Linked DNA regions of Sus scrofa: region 2 is linked to region 1. A link is a contact called in public HiChIP or PLAC-seq data. All regions are on one chromosome and are shown on one strand. Each heading gives the region's core, a stretch centred on a gene start, on an enhancer-like site or on the middle of the called end of the contact. The rest is flanking DNA. Distances are from core to core; before and after follow the strand shown.

Region 1 (6,627 bases), core at 3,892-6,391:
GCAAAGGCGCTCTGTCTGGACCCAGTTACACTATCGGAGAAATGCACAAGGTTCTCATAAATCTTTTTGGTGATTTTCAGAGCCCCCTTGTTTGTGAACTCTGCTTCTTCCCAGAGCTCAGAGGTGCTTTCTGTGCCACCACTGAGTTCAAATTTCACGGAAGAATTTACCACACACAGTTTTTAGAAAATTAAATTCAACGGCAAATTTGTTTGTCTGAGAGAGTATGTAGATTTCTGGCAGAAAAAAAAATACATACATATATATATTTCAGAACCACGACTGCAACAATGACCAAAGAATCTCTACAGAAAGTAAATGTAAAAAGCCTTTCCTGTCAAAAACTGAAAACTACCGTAACTTCAGGTGCTTACGTTTGGGTTAGATTCACCCATTCCTAGGCTTTTGAGAGAAGACAGTTTCGGTAAATTATTATTATTATGTAAAAAGCTGATCAATACCATCATTATCCCACTGCTAAAGCCAGACAGACAGTAGATACTTAATAAATAAAAGGAAGAGAGGGCAGACATGAAAGAATGACCAACTCTAATACGTCTAGAAAATTCCGGAGTCTAAATGGCTTGTTCAAAATACTGCAGTAAGTCAAGCCTAGAGAAGATGAGAAGAGAGCAGAGCAGCTAAGTTCCAACCCTTGCAGACTGCCTGCATTCACACCTGAGCCCCGCCACCTCCTGGCTGGGTAAACCTGGGTGCGTTTCTCAACACCTCAATACGTCCGTGGGTAAATGGGACCAGTAACCATGTTTGTCTCCAAGGGTTGAATAAGTTAATATTTGCAAAGTATTTTGGAATAATGCCTGGCACTTTGTATGGAGACAGTAACCACAGAGTAATGTGAATGGGGACACTTCATAAATTTATATGAGGAAGTTTACACAGAGAGAAATGCAATGTATATAAGAAGCAATAATAACAAGGGATTAGTAATTGAGGAAAACAGAATAGCAGATAATGGGATGGTTATACTAGAGCTTGAGGCAGAAGAAAGAACAAGTTTGGGAGAGCCTCCCACCCCTGCCCATCCCTGTCCCCCAAGGCTGAGGTTCTGACCCTGCTGGGGAGGGGATGGCTGTGGCACTAGAGGCCAAAAAGCTCACTGAGGTGCTAGCCAGCAAGAAGCCCACTCAGGGCACTGGGGAGCTTTCCCCAAGGAATGGGGAGGTCAACCCATGGAGACCAAGCCATGGAGGTTCCACCAGCAGGGGTGACACTGAACTCCTTGGGACTCCTGCTGGGGCGCCAGCAGAATTTGGCAGGAAGCTTCCAGCAGGAGTGCTGTCCAGTAATCTGGCGAGTCAGCAGGGAGACCCACAGGACTGGAAGCTGCTGCTACTGGTGTAACTTGGGCCTGTGGGGGTCCCACACCCCCAACCAGGCACCTGCTGCAGGAGCAAGAACAGAGGGGCATGTGCTCCTCCTGCCCTGACCCTCCAGTGTCAAAGCCGGTCAGCTAAAGGGAAGCATTCATGGGGTCCAGCTCCAGCATCACAAGCAGGGCAGTGAAGAGCAGGTTTGGAACCAGGAGGCAAAGAGTTGATATCCTTAGAAAGCCCTTTAAGAGTATTTGACACATATGGACTGCCTGCTGGGGTGCAGTGGAAATGAATCCAACTAGTATCCATGAGGATAGGGGTTCAATCCCTAGCCTCGCTCAGTGGGTCTAGGACCCAGCACTGCCATGAGCTGTGGTGTGTGTAGGTCACAGATGCGGCTTGGATCCCGTGTTGCTGTGGCCGTGACTGTGGCCAGCAGCCATAGCTCAGATTCAACCCCTAGCTTGAGAGCTTCCATATACTTTGGGTGTGGCCCTAAAAAGCAAAAAAAAAAAAAAAAAAAAAAAAAAAGAAAAGTGTTTGACAAATAAATCATAGCTCTGTAGCACACAGACACCTCTATGTCCTATCTAGCTCTTGTCTGGGGAGTGGCAAGCTCCTATGACAAGGGGTCTAAAACAGGGTTTAAGGGCCTGGACTCGAGGAAGATGACATGCATGTGGCTCCTGCCTCTGCCTTATACTGGATGCTGGGGAGCTTACCAAACCCCTCCGTGCTTCAGTTTCCCCACCTATAAAATGGGGATAATAGGAGTTCCATCATGGCTCAGTGGTTAACGAATCCGACTGGGAACTATGAGGTTGTGGGTTCGATCCCTGGCCTTGCTCAGTGGGTTGAGGATCTGGCATTGCTGTGAGCTGTGGTGTAGGTTGCAGACGAGGCTCGGATCCTGCATTGCTGTGGCTGTGGTGTAGGCCGGCAGCTACAGCTCCGATTCGACCCCTAGCCTGGGTACCTCCATATGCCATGGGAGCAGCCCTAGAAAAGGCAAAAAGACAAAAAATAAAAATAAAAAAATAAAATGGTGATAATAATAATCCACCAACATCCTAGGGTTGGTGTATTAAATAAGTTAATATGAGGAGTTCCCGTCATGGCTCAGCAGTTAATGAACCCGACTAGCATCCATGAGGACATGGGTTCGATCCCTAGCCTTGCTCAGTAGGTTAAAGATCCAGCATTGCCATGAGCTGTGGCGTCCGTAGCAGACATGGCTCGGATCCTGCATTGCCGTGGCTGTGGTGTCGGCCGGCAGCTGTAGCTCCAATTGGACCCCTAGCCTGGGAACCTCCATATGCTGCGGGTATGGCCCTAAAAAGACAACAAGACAAATAATAATAATAATGTTAATATATAAAGGGCTTAGAAGAATACATCTTGGTTTTTATTCGATAGTTGCTTGGTTAGAGTGGCAACCAAAACCAGAAATCTAAGGGAGATAGACTAGGAGTTTTTAATTGGCAAGCCTGAGCCATACTTCCTTTAGTATCATCCTCTCTCTCAATTCCCAGGGCTCCACTCCTGCCTATGACTGACAGCTAAAATGTTCTCTTCCTCATCCACACCCCCCAATTAGGAGAGGCAGTTACAAGTATTTTGCTCAGGTTAAGCCACCCGGCTAAAGCAATGGTTCTCAAATAGGGGTAATTGATTTTGTGTCACCTCCCCCCACCCCCAAGAGGCATTTGGAAAAGTCTGGAGACATTTTGATTGTCACAACTGGGGCAGGGATGCGGCTCAACATGCCGCCGTGCACAGTACAGTTGTGCACAATAAAGAATTATCCAGTCCAAAATGTCAACTGTGTCACGGTTGAAAAACCCTGACCTTGAGGGTCCGAGGGATTTGGAGGAAGAAAACAAACAGTGGATGAGCAAGGACAGGCTGCCCTGTTCCTCCAGCTCTGCTGAGTTCCTGGTTGGTCCAGGCTCCATTACCAAATCCAGACCGTCCGGCCCACAGCTGGGGTCTAAATAATACAATTTCTGACGCCCTCGGGCTTTCATGTCATCTACATAGAAGCTGCACTCTCACATTTTCCAAGAAATTAAGGGATAAGTTCTTGAAAGAGCTGCGATTGAAGCAGAAGCTCCAAATATTCAAGAATCTTCTCAGAAGGCAGCAATATCCGTCTTTTTCCAACTTTAGCAAACATGCTAACCTTTTCTTTCTATAAAGTGCTCTCTGTTTAAAACAAGTTTCTCTTCTCCGTTTCAGGTCCCCAAATTCATCTCTGTCGCTGAGCGAAACTTTACTAAGGTGTAGAGGGCTTTCGGGTAAAAGAAGGGAAAGTGTGAGAAGCCATGTTATAAAATGAAAAGTTGTTAAATAAACAAGTAGGACAGAGTATTGACTGACAGTTACTGTAAAATTCTGTTTGTCTTAGCTCCAGCCTACCTCAGCTCGTGTCTAGCTAGCGAATATGAAATGTGTATGGGCTGTCTGAGGCAACACATGTGAACAAAGAAAGATTAGCTTTTCTGTAACAATGTGCACCATGCAAAGCTCATGAGGCTGACAGGGCTCTACGTGAAAATGGTCTCTCTGAGGCTGCACCACCAACCAAATTCCCTGAATATGAAATTCTAAAAACAGCTGGAAACCACATTTTTTTTCCCTGTTAGTTAATTCATGATGTTTCCTTTTCTGGCTGTACAACAGGCTTGAAATCCTGCATTTGATTTCATCTGATTGAAACAGGCAGCCCTCAACAAAGAATCACTTGGAGTTCCCAACGTTGCACAGCAGAAACCATGAGTTTTCCAGTTCGATCTCTGGCTTCACACGGTGGGTTAAGGATCCGGTGTTGCCGTGAGATGTGGTGTAGGTTGCAGACGCAGCTCGGATCTGGCGTTGCTATGGCTCTGGTGTAGGCCGGCAGCTGTAGCTCTGATTCGACTCCTAGCCTGGAACCTCTGTATGCCACAGGTGTGGCCCTAAAAAGCAAAAAAAAACAAAAAACAAAAACAAAAACCCAAAAAAAAACATAGAATCACTCATTCACTCTTCACTGGCTGAGGAATCAGCAACTTGTTGACAGTCTTCAGCATTTGGGAAATGACAGTAGTTTCCATAATTAAAAAGTTCCTGGTTAGCTTAGGAATACACATATGTAACTCATTTAAAAATACTTTCCATTTGCTGGAGTAGAAGCCGTTTCCTTTCATTTTACTAAGTGCGTTCTTTCTGCTTCCCCATCCTCACTTAATGTAGATTAAAGCTATTCAAAGGGATTGCAGGCGTAATAACTAAGGCAATCCTTTATAAGGCACCTCATATTCATAGAAATGTTGGCACATTCCCCTTTATGAAACAATTTATTACCACAGTCTTTGTGCACATTCAAAATACTATTTGAGGAAATTCTCTCATGGTGCAGCAGGTTAAAGATCTAGCATTATCTAGCATTGTCACTGTAATGGCTTGGGTCACTCCTGTGGCACAGGCTCCATCCCTGGCTGGGGAACTTCCACACACCCTGGCCGAGGCTGAAACAAAACCAAACAAAAACAGAAAATACCAAAACAAAACAAAACAAAATGTTATTTAAATAAAATTTTTCTATAAACAGTTTCTCAGGGACAGCCAAATATGCTTGTACATGAATTCCTTCTTTAGAAATCAAAGTGTAGTTGGATAATAATTATATGGTATTTAACCATGGACTGGGAAGTGAATCAACCATTTTCTCAATGTGAGCACTCGCTAAGGAAGCAATGGGATTCAGTCTGTGAATGAAAAGGAAATTGCATCAGCAATTCTAGCAGGAGCAGTAATGCAAGAAGAGACTGCCTTTCCCCTTTCTCAGAAGTCAGGCAGTGTGTCTGACCTCTCTGGGGTTTCATGATCCACAGTCTCTGAATTACTCTAAACAACCTGACAAGTTATATAACTGTTACGGTCATTACTAATGGTAATTGTGGTCATTAGCAATAATGACCGAATTAAAGAACTTTCACCAGCAACTCCTTTGTTCTAACAGGATAAATCCTGCAAGGTCAGAAATCAGTTTCTGCACCCCTTGAAGACTGCAACCAGATCCATTTTATAAAATAATTGGGGGGACAAGGGGTTGGCCCTGTCAGCAATTTACTGGAGGCCTACTGTGTACCAGGCGACAGAGTCCCTGTCTAGCAGAAGACAGACACGTAATCTAATACCATAATACCTTCCTGCTCAAAAACTTTAAATATTAAACAAATTCACACTTTTACATCTACTTCCTCCTTCTAGCTTTTCCTTTGGTCAGTGATGCTGCGTCACTCTATGGAAATCAGATTATATGGCTAAAATGTGTGTGTGTAGAGGGGTCTTTATGCACAGCCTTAACTTTGCTGAACCTCATTTTCTTGATCTTTAAAGGATTGGAAAAGACTGCCTTCATTACGTTGTTCTGAAACTAAAATGCAAAATCAGCACATTGAAATAAAATAGATGACAATACTTTATAAACTATAACTTAAGGCAATACTGGAACAAAAATTTGTTATTGAAAAATACAAATGAAACGAAGTCCTCGGTAGATCCCTACTGCCAGCCTCAGGCTCACTACCATATAAATAACCAGGTTTAATCAGGGCAAAGCAGTTTTCAACACAGATTCCCTGCAAGGATAGAGTCAATTCTATTTTTTATGTGAGCAATACATATATATCCCACTCATCACTCAGAATTTCCATTGTGTCCTCTGACCCAACAACCACACAAACCTACTTTTCCAAAGTAAGGATACTGAATCACTATTTATAAAGCACATTTTCCTTTGAAAAATTTTTTATTTTTCCAGGAAGAGCAATGGGTTATGATGAGTTACCAACTCTTTAATGCTTACAGAGTCTGGTATGAGGCAAAATGTATGAACCTAACCCCGAGGGAACCACACCCAAATAAAGTAATGTTCAGGTTACTGGAACATTCTGAATTTGATTTTGACTCCTGATACCCCTAAGAGATGGTTTGTCCCTTTCCACCTCAGCTGCACCAAGGCCCCGTAGTTACTCCCAAAACTCTTCTCATAAAGGCCAAATGTGCTCTATAGATGTCCCTTAAACTACTTGGTGCAAAAGAAATGCAAGCTGTTGACTGAATCATCCATGATTAATCTTCAAAATATTTCCTTTCCAGATATATGTTTATTATGTGTAAAATACATGTCTATTAGTATAATATGTTCTCATATGAATCAGCAATTCAAAATGTCGTTGGAGTTTCCGTCGTGGCTCTGTGGTTAACGAATCCGACTAGGAACCATGAGGTTGGAGGTTCGATC
Region 2 (5,894 bases), core at 1,843-4,342, 190 kb after region 1:
GCTTTTAACTCATTCCCAGAAACTCCCATCCCTCTGTCATTCTTTCCAAAAAACAAAACAAACAAACAAACAAAAAAAAACCATACAACTTAAGGCAAGATTTATAGAAGTCTTATGAAAAAAGAAATTCTCCTTTAGGCAATTGGCCTTTATTGCTCAATTTCCAAGCAGCTTCCATGGTGAATTTTATTCAGGATTGAAATTATTCAATGTGAAATAATTTGTGGAAACGTGGAAACTTCACCCAAAGATCTGCCATTTTGACGGCATCCACAAAGAGCACACTCATTTTTGCATAAAATATTTTTATAGGGGCATCATCAAATTTAATTTCAAATAAATGATCTCATTTCGCTTGAGAAATGATTCCTTCAGTGATTATTAACCAGCAGAAGTTGTCTCGACCATGCTTTTTCCACATGCTGGAACCATTTCAGCTTTAGAGGACTCTGGGCAGGGAGGCTGGTGCCCTCAGGTTCATGGTCCTGTTCACGTTTAGCTGTCTGTGTCACCTCCGCTTGGTCACTTCCCCTCTTTGAGCCTCATTGTTATTTTCTTCCATAAAACTTAGACCAGTGGTTCTCACCCATGTGAAGAAACAATCAGAAGTCAAGGACTTTTCCTTGACTACCATACTCTTTGCTAAACTCCATAAAATAGTGGCAAATTTAGTTAGGCTGCAAGGAATAGCAAAAATTTTAGACTTAGGAAATATGATTTATTATATGGTCCCTGTACCTGGTCAAAACTAGGAATACAGAAATTAAAAAGAAGAGAAAGGAGGGATTTTTTGTTTGTGTGTGGTGTTTGTTTGTGTGTTTGTCTTTTGTCTACTTAGGGCCACACCTGAGGCATCTGGAGGTTCCCAGGCTAGGGGTCAAATCAGAGCTGTCGGCCTACACCACAGCCACAGCAACGCAGGATCTGAGCCACTTCTGCAACCTACACCACAGCTCACCTCAATGCTGGGTCCTTAACCCATTGAGCGAGGCCAGAGAGCGAACCCGAGTCCTCATAGATACTAGTCGGGTTGGTTAACCACTGAGCCTCGACAGGAACTCTTGGGGAGAAGAGGGAGTTCTTGTTGTGGCTCAGTGAAAACAAACCTGACTAGTATCCATGAGGATGCAGATTCAATCCCTGGCCTTGCTTAGGGGGTTAAGGATCCAGCATTGCGGTGAGCTGTTGTGGTGTGGGCCGCAGAAGTGACTTGGTTCCCGGGTTGTTGAGGCTGTGGTGTAGGCCGGCAACTACAGCTCTGATTTGATCCCTAGCCTGGGAACTTCCATAAGCCATGGATGCAGCCCTAAAAAGAAAAGGAAAGAAAAAAAAAAAAAGTTCAGCCAACTAAATATGGGGTACTATTTGCAAATTACCCTATTTTCTCATTCATTGCATCTTATTGCTAACTATCATTTGCAGTGCCATTGGTTTTTGAGAAAACCTACAAAAACTTTAAAGAAATGCTATGCACTAACTACTTCTGCTAACTGAGAAAAGTCTAGCTTTCAATGGTAGCCGTGAAACTCCTCCCTCCTGCGTGGGAAACTGTGATGGTCAGTGAAAGCAGGGTCCCTACTGGCTTGAAAAATTCTAACATTCTCTGGTTTTACTATATTTCAACAAAACAGCCAGCCTTACCTCACAGAAGTCTGACCTCTGAGTGTCAGAAAAGTGTCTACTCAATTCCCTAATCTGCAGCTAACGTCAGGCCTAGAGAGGCTCTGAGGTTTTCCTAAATTGACCTTGCTCCCTATCGGCCAGTCTGGACTCAGAACTTGAGTCTCCTATCTCCTGGTGGTCTCAGTGTTTTTGCATCTTGCAAGCTTTCCTGATAATAAATAGCATACACACCCCAGTGCATATACAGTTAATTCTCTGTTGATGTTCTGTCATCATTTGTAACTTAGCCAACAATTATTTCCTCAGTTGAGAAGCTGACATGAGAAATCTCATCCCTGGCACATTAAGATTCTTGTTTATTTATAAGTTAAGATTTAATTAAAATCCACTTTTTTTAAAACCAGAAGAGATGGAAAAATAAATATGCAAAGCAGTGAATTTAATTGTGAATTGATTAGGACACTGTTCTTTAGGTCTCTGTCTTTGTTCTGTTACTCATGGTGGGTTCCACTGAATCTTGTTCAGTTTGGGAGCTCTAATGAAGTACCTGTGTTTGTCATTGACACCGACATTGAATCTGCATTTATCTGTTGCAGAGAATGGTGAAAGATCCCCAAAAGAAGTTTGTGGCTTTCCAGGGGGAGAAGACTCCCTGGATCACCTTAAGAACCATAAATGGCCTTCTGGGACTGAAAATTAAGGACCCCTAAAGCTCCCCTTCTGGGACTGAAAATTAAGGACCCCTAAAGATGGGAACACCTGCAATGGTGACAGCAATGATGCCACAGTTCCCACTTCCTCCTTGGAAAATCAAAATTAAGGAAAGAAGATGTGTCATGACACCTACTCACAAATCAAAATATATACCCTGGTGATTCAAACCCACTCTGTTGCCCAACTAATAGCCAGCTTGTTACACAATTTATATCTCTGGTTCCTAAAGAACAATTTGGTCTCTCAGTCCAACACTAGAATGTGGTTGAAAACAGGTCTCATTTGTCACAGTCTTATTTCACTTAGCTTATTAGGCCTATGGAAATGCTTCTAGGTCACAGTGCTATTTGCAACATGAAATCTAGCTGGCTTTTTTCCTACTACTAATAATTCTCCTACCTGTTAGGGCCTGCCACAAAGTTTAAAGAAGCTTTCCATCCAATTATTATCACTCTTGCAAGGATTTTGGAATTATTTATAGTGCTAACACAAAGATGTGTTCTCATTTATTATAACAAGGTCCTATGTCACAGGTGGTGTTACTGAAAAAAAAAAAAAGCTAAGGCTATTTGACACTAACGAAATCACAGGATTGTATGGATGGAGGAAATCATATTTTGTAGTGTAAGGTTCAACCACATCTGATCTTTGGAAAATTCAGAAAATCCTAGTAAGGGTTGTACACGGTCTCTTGAGACTCAATTTTCTGCACATAGCTGTGGCTCAACAAATGTTTGTTGACTCGCCCAGGAAGTCATTCAGCTGTCTTTAACGGTCTCCATTATTCAAGGACTGCTCAGTTGCTTTCTTCCCTCCAGCAGCAGATGAGAACAGAGACCGCATCTTCTGTTACATAGCCCAAGGCAGCCTCACCGGCCACCGTGGCCACCAGGTCCTCCTTCAGTTTTCCCTTCTCCAACCAGCAGAAGCAGTTTGGTGCCTGTCCCAAAGGAATCCAACAAGGAGAGGCAAGTATTTTTTTTCTTTACAATTGAGGACTCATTTTTTTTTTCTCTTTCTTTCTTTTAGATTCAATTCTTTAGATCACTCTGTGAACAGGACGTGTAAAGTAAAATCATTTTTAAACACTCATTTGTCTATTAAGTTTATAGTTATTACGCACTGAACCATGTGCCAGGCACTGGGCTGTACGCTGGTAAGTCAAGCCTACTGAAAACGTAATAAGGGCCATATTTGACACTTATATTTTCTTTTTTCATCGGTGGAACTGTCCCCTACAATCTATGGGGTGCTTTCAAAGTTGTACTATTTTTTGATTAGCTGAATTACAGCGATTTTTTAATGGAGAATTTGGGGATTTTTAAGAGAGGAAAAGATAAATGTAAATGCTCATTTAAAACACTGCATACATTAATTTTAAAGCTAGATATACAGTTGTAAGCACTGAGTAAAATAAATATCTCATGTTTTTCATGCTTTTCTGAACATTTTCCCTCTATTTTCTATTAACAAATCTATTTGACTTGGTGTTAAGAAAATCGTACGCTTTTAAAAGTTGCTTTCTATCTTGTAGAAATGGGAATTAGAATGTAGAATTACTGATCAATTATGTATGATAAGGGAAATTCTACCTAATATACTTTTTCTGTCATTTTTACAGTCCTTTGGATAACTGGAAACTGTATTTTATACACATGAAACTTCATCTGTTTGTGTTGCTGACTTCCTGTGGTTTCACAACTGCTGAGTCAACTGCAGGGTGCTAGCTCTTTATCTAAGAGATTAATTCATTCTCTCAATCTTTATTTACTCTGCCTTTGACCTTGGCTCATGCTGTAGTAAACATTCTTTGAAGTCTAAATAAATATCAGATTTATAATTTCAAAGGGCAGAAACTTCAATGCGCATGCATTCAGTGTTATATCACAGTCCTGTTAGAACAAGTCAAATAAATTAATGTCCCAAGTTCAGAGTGCAATTTAACAGAAAGGTGGACGAGTTGGACAGCTGTCTTCTTTCTGGATGAATCCTTGGACTCCGGAGCTGGGATGCCTATTCTAAGTAGGCTATTTGATAAGTAAAACAGAACCTCACTGAAGAAAATTCTGCCCCAAAATGAATTCGTCAGTCCCATCTATTTACACATTTAATCAAATGGTTTTAGCTCCAAGAAAATGAGAGTTGCAACGTTTATTTCAGGTTCTCTCTTGTTTTTTTTTGTATTTTTTTTTTTTTTCTTTTTTGCCACACAGGCAGTATGTGGGAATTCCTGGGCCAGGGATTGAACCTACGCCGCACAGCAGCAACCAGAGCCACAGCGGTGAGAACGCAGGAGCCTCAACCCGCTAGGCCATCAGAGAACTCCCGCTTTGCAGGCTCTTTTTAAAGAATCTTATATTTTGTCAAGCCTCTCAAAATTAAAGCATGAGCTCCCTCTGCTGAAGGAATTAAAGTATGAAACAGAATCTAAAATATTTGTGCAGTGCCTGTGATACCAGTAAATTCTTAGAGACATGAGCAACTGTGAAGTGTGAAAAATAGTTTCTTTTTCAAAAACTCATGACTCTAATATGAGGAGGAATGGAAAGACAGAAAAGAATCATTTACAAGCTAGTGATTCATTAGTTAAGGTTTTTTCCCCCCTAAGCCTGACTCCTGGCATGGCAACATTTTATAACCACCACTGATGGGATCACTAAGGTGTGTTGATGAGCCTCTGTGCTCACACTGACCCTATTACCTGGCTTTGGTTCTTTATAGCACTCATCACATCTGAAACTACAGTACTGATTTATTCATTGATCTGGTGATGCCTCTCGCCCCCTACTAGAATGCTGACTTCCTGTTAGAGAAGACCTTGTCTGCTCTCAGCCCCGAGAATGGTACCAGGCACGCAGTAGGTGCACAGGAATATTTGTTTAATGGGTGGAGGAAGTGAGGGAGGCAGGAAAGTAGGTTAGCATTTGCTTCAAGTGTCACCCAGGAATATGATTCCATTAGAGAACAATTCAGTGCCAGTCATACAGAACTGGATACCATAGCAGGAAATGAGAGAGAGAACTACTGAAGCCACAGTGAAAGGTTGTGCAATTCAAGCTCCGTCCTAAAGATGAGGAGGGTTTGAGCAAGTAAGACAAAGAAGCAAGCTTTGCGCTAGACACTGAGATACAATGGTCTAAAAAAGATCCCCGCAGAGAGAGACAACCGTCCTAGCTTAAGCAGCTAGAATGAGAACAGAACAGGTTTTTAAAAACTCATGACTCTAATACGAAGTGGAATGGAAAGGTAAGAAGAGTAATTTACAAGCTAGAGGTTCATGGACCCCCATCCTCACAAAGTCTCAGTCTGAAGCTGAAGGCAAGTATCAAACAAGTAATCACACAAACTGTAAAACCGCAACTCGTGCGTGCTAAAAAGAGGAGGTGCATGGTGTCAGAAGAGCAGATAGCGGGATGACCTATTTTTGGGGGGAGTTAGGGAAGGCTTCTCCTAGCTCAGATCAAAGGGTAAGCGGGGGTAACCAGGTAAAGAGGGTGGGTGCGGTGCCTGCCAAGGGCTGGAAAACAGCGCTGCTGCCTGAGCTGGAGGGGAGAAGC

What was found. HiChIP or PLAC-seq counts read pairs in DNA pulled down with a chosen protein or histone mark.
Region 2: an H3K27ac HiChIP or PLAC-seq map of alveolar macrophages shows a contact between it and region 1. The contact joins two enhancer-like sites. A contact is called at or near these places in 2 of 47 Hi-C or Micro-C datasets (embryonic fibroblasts and fibroblasts) and 1 of 2 datasets of contacts at active chromatin or transcription factors (alveolar macrophages).

The regions. Positions count from the first base shown.
Region 1 is chr15:104,064,095-104,070,721 of Sscrofa11.1, forward strand. KCTD18 (BTB/POZ domain-containing protein KCTD18) reads right to left here. Exons shown (of 7, transcript XM_003133574.5): 7 at 6,114-6,627. Among named protein-coding and RNA genes, the nearest start is that of KCTD18, 32 kb to the right of the region's middle. Within about 2 kb of position 5,142, at least 9 of the 83 cell types and tissues checked have an H3K27ac peak or open chromatin away from gene starts, as enhancers often do. A contact at or near this core is called in alveolar macrophages, where this site is marked.
Region 2 is chr15:104,253,724-104,259,617 of Sscrofa11.1, forward strand. No RefSeq gene overlaps it. Among named protein-coding and RNA genes, the nearest start is that of AOX4, 73 kb to the right of the region's middle. Within about 2 kb of position 3,093, at least 7 of the 83 cell types and tissues checked have an H3K27ac peak or open chromatin away from gene starts, as enhancers often do. A contact at or near this core is called in alveolar macrophages, where this site is marked.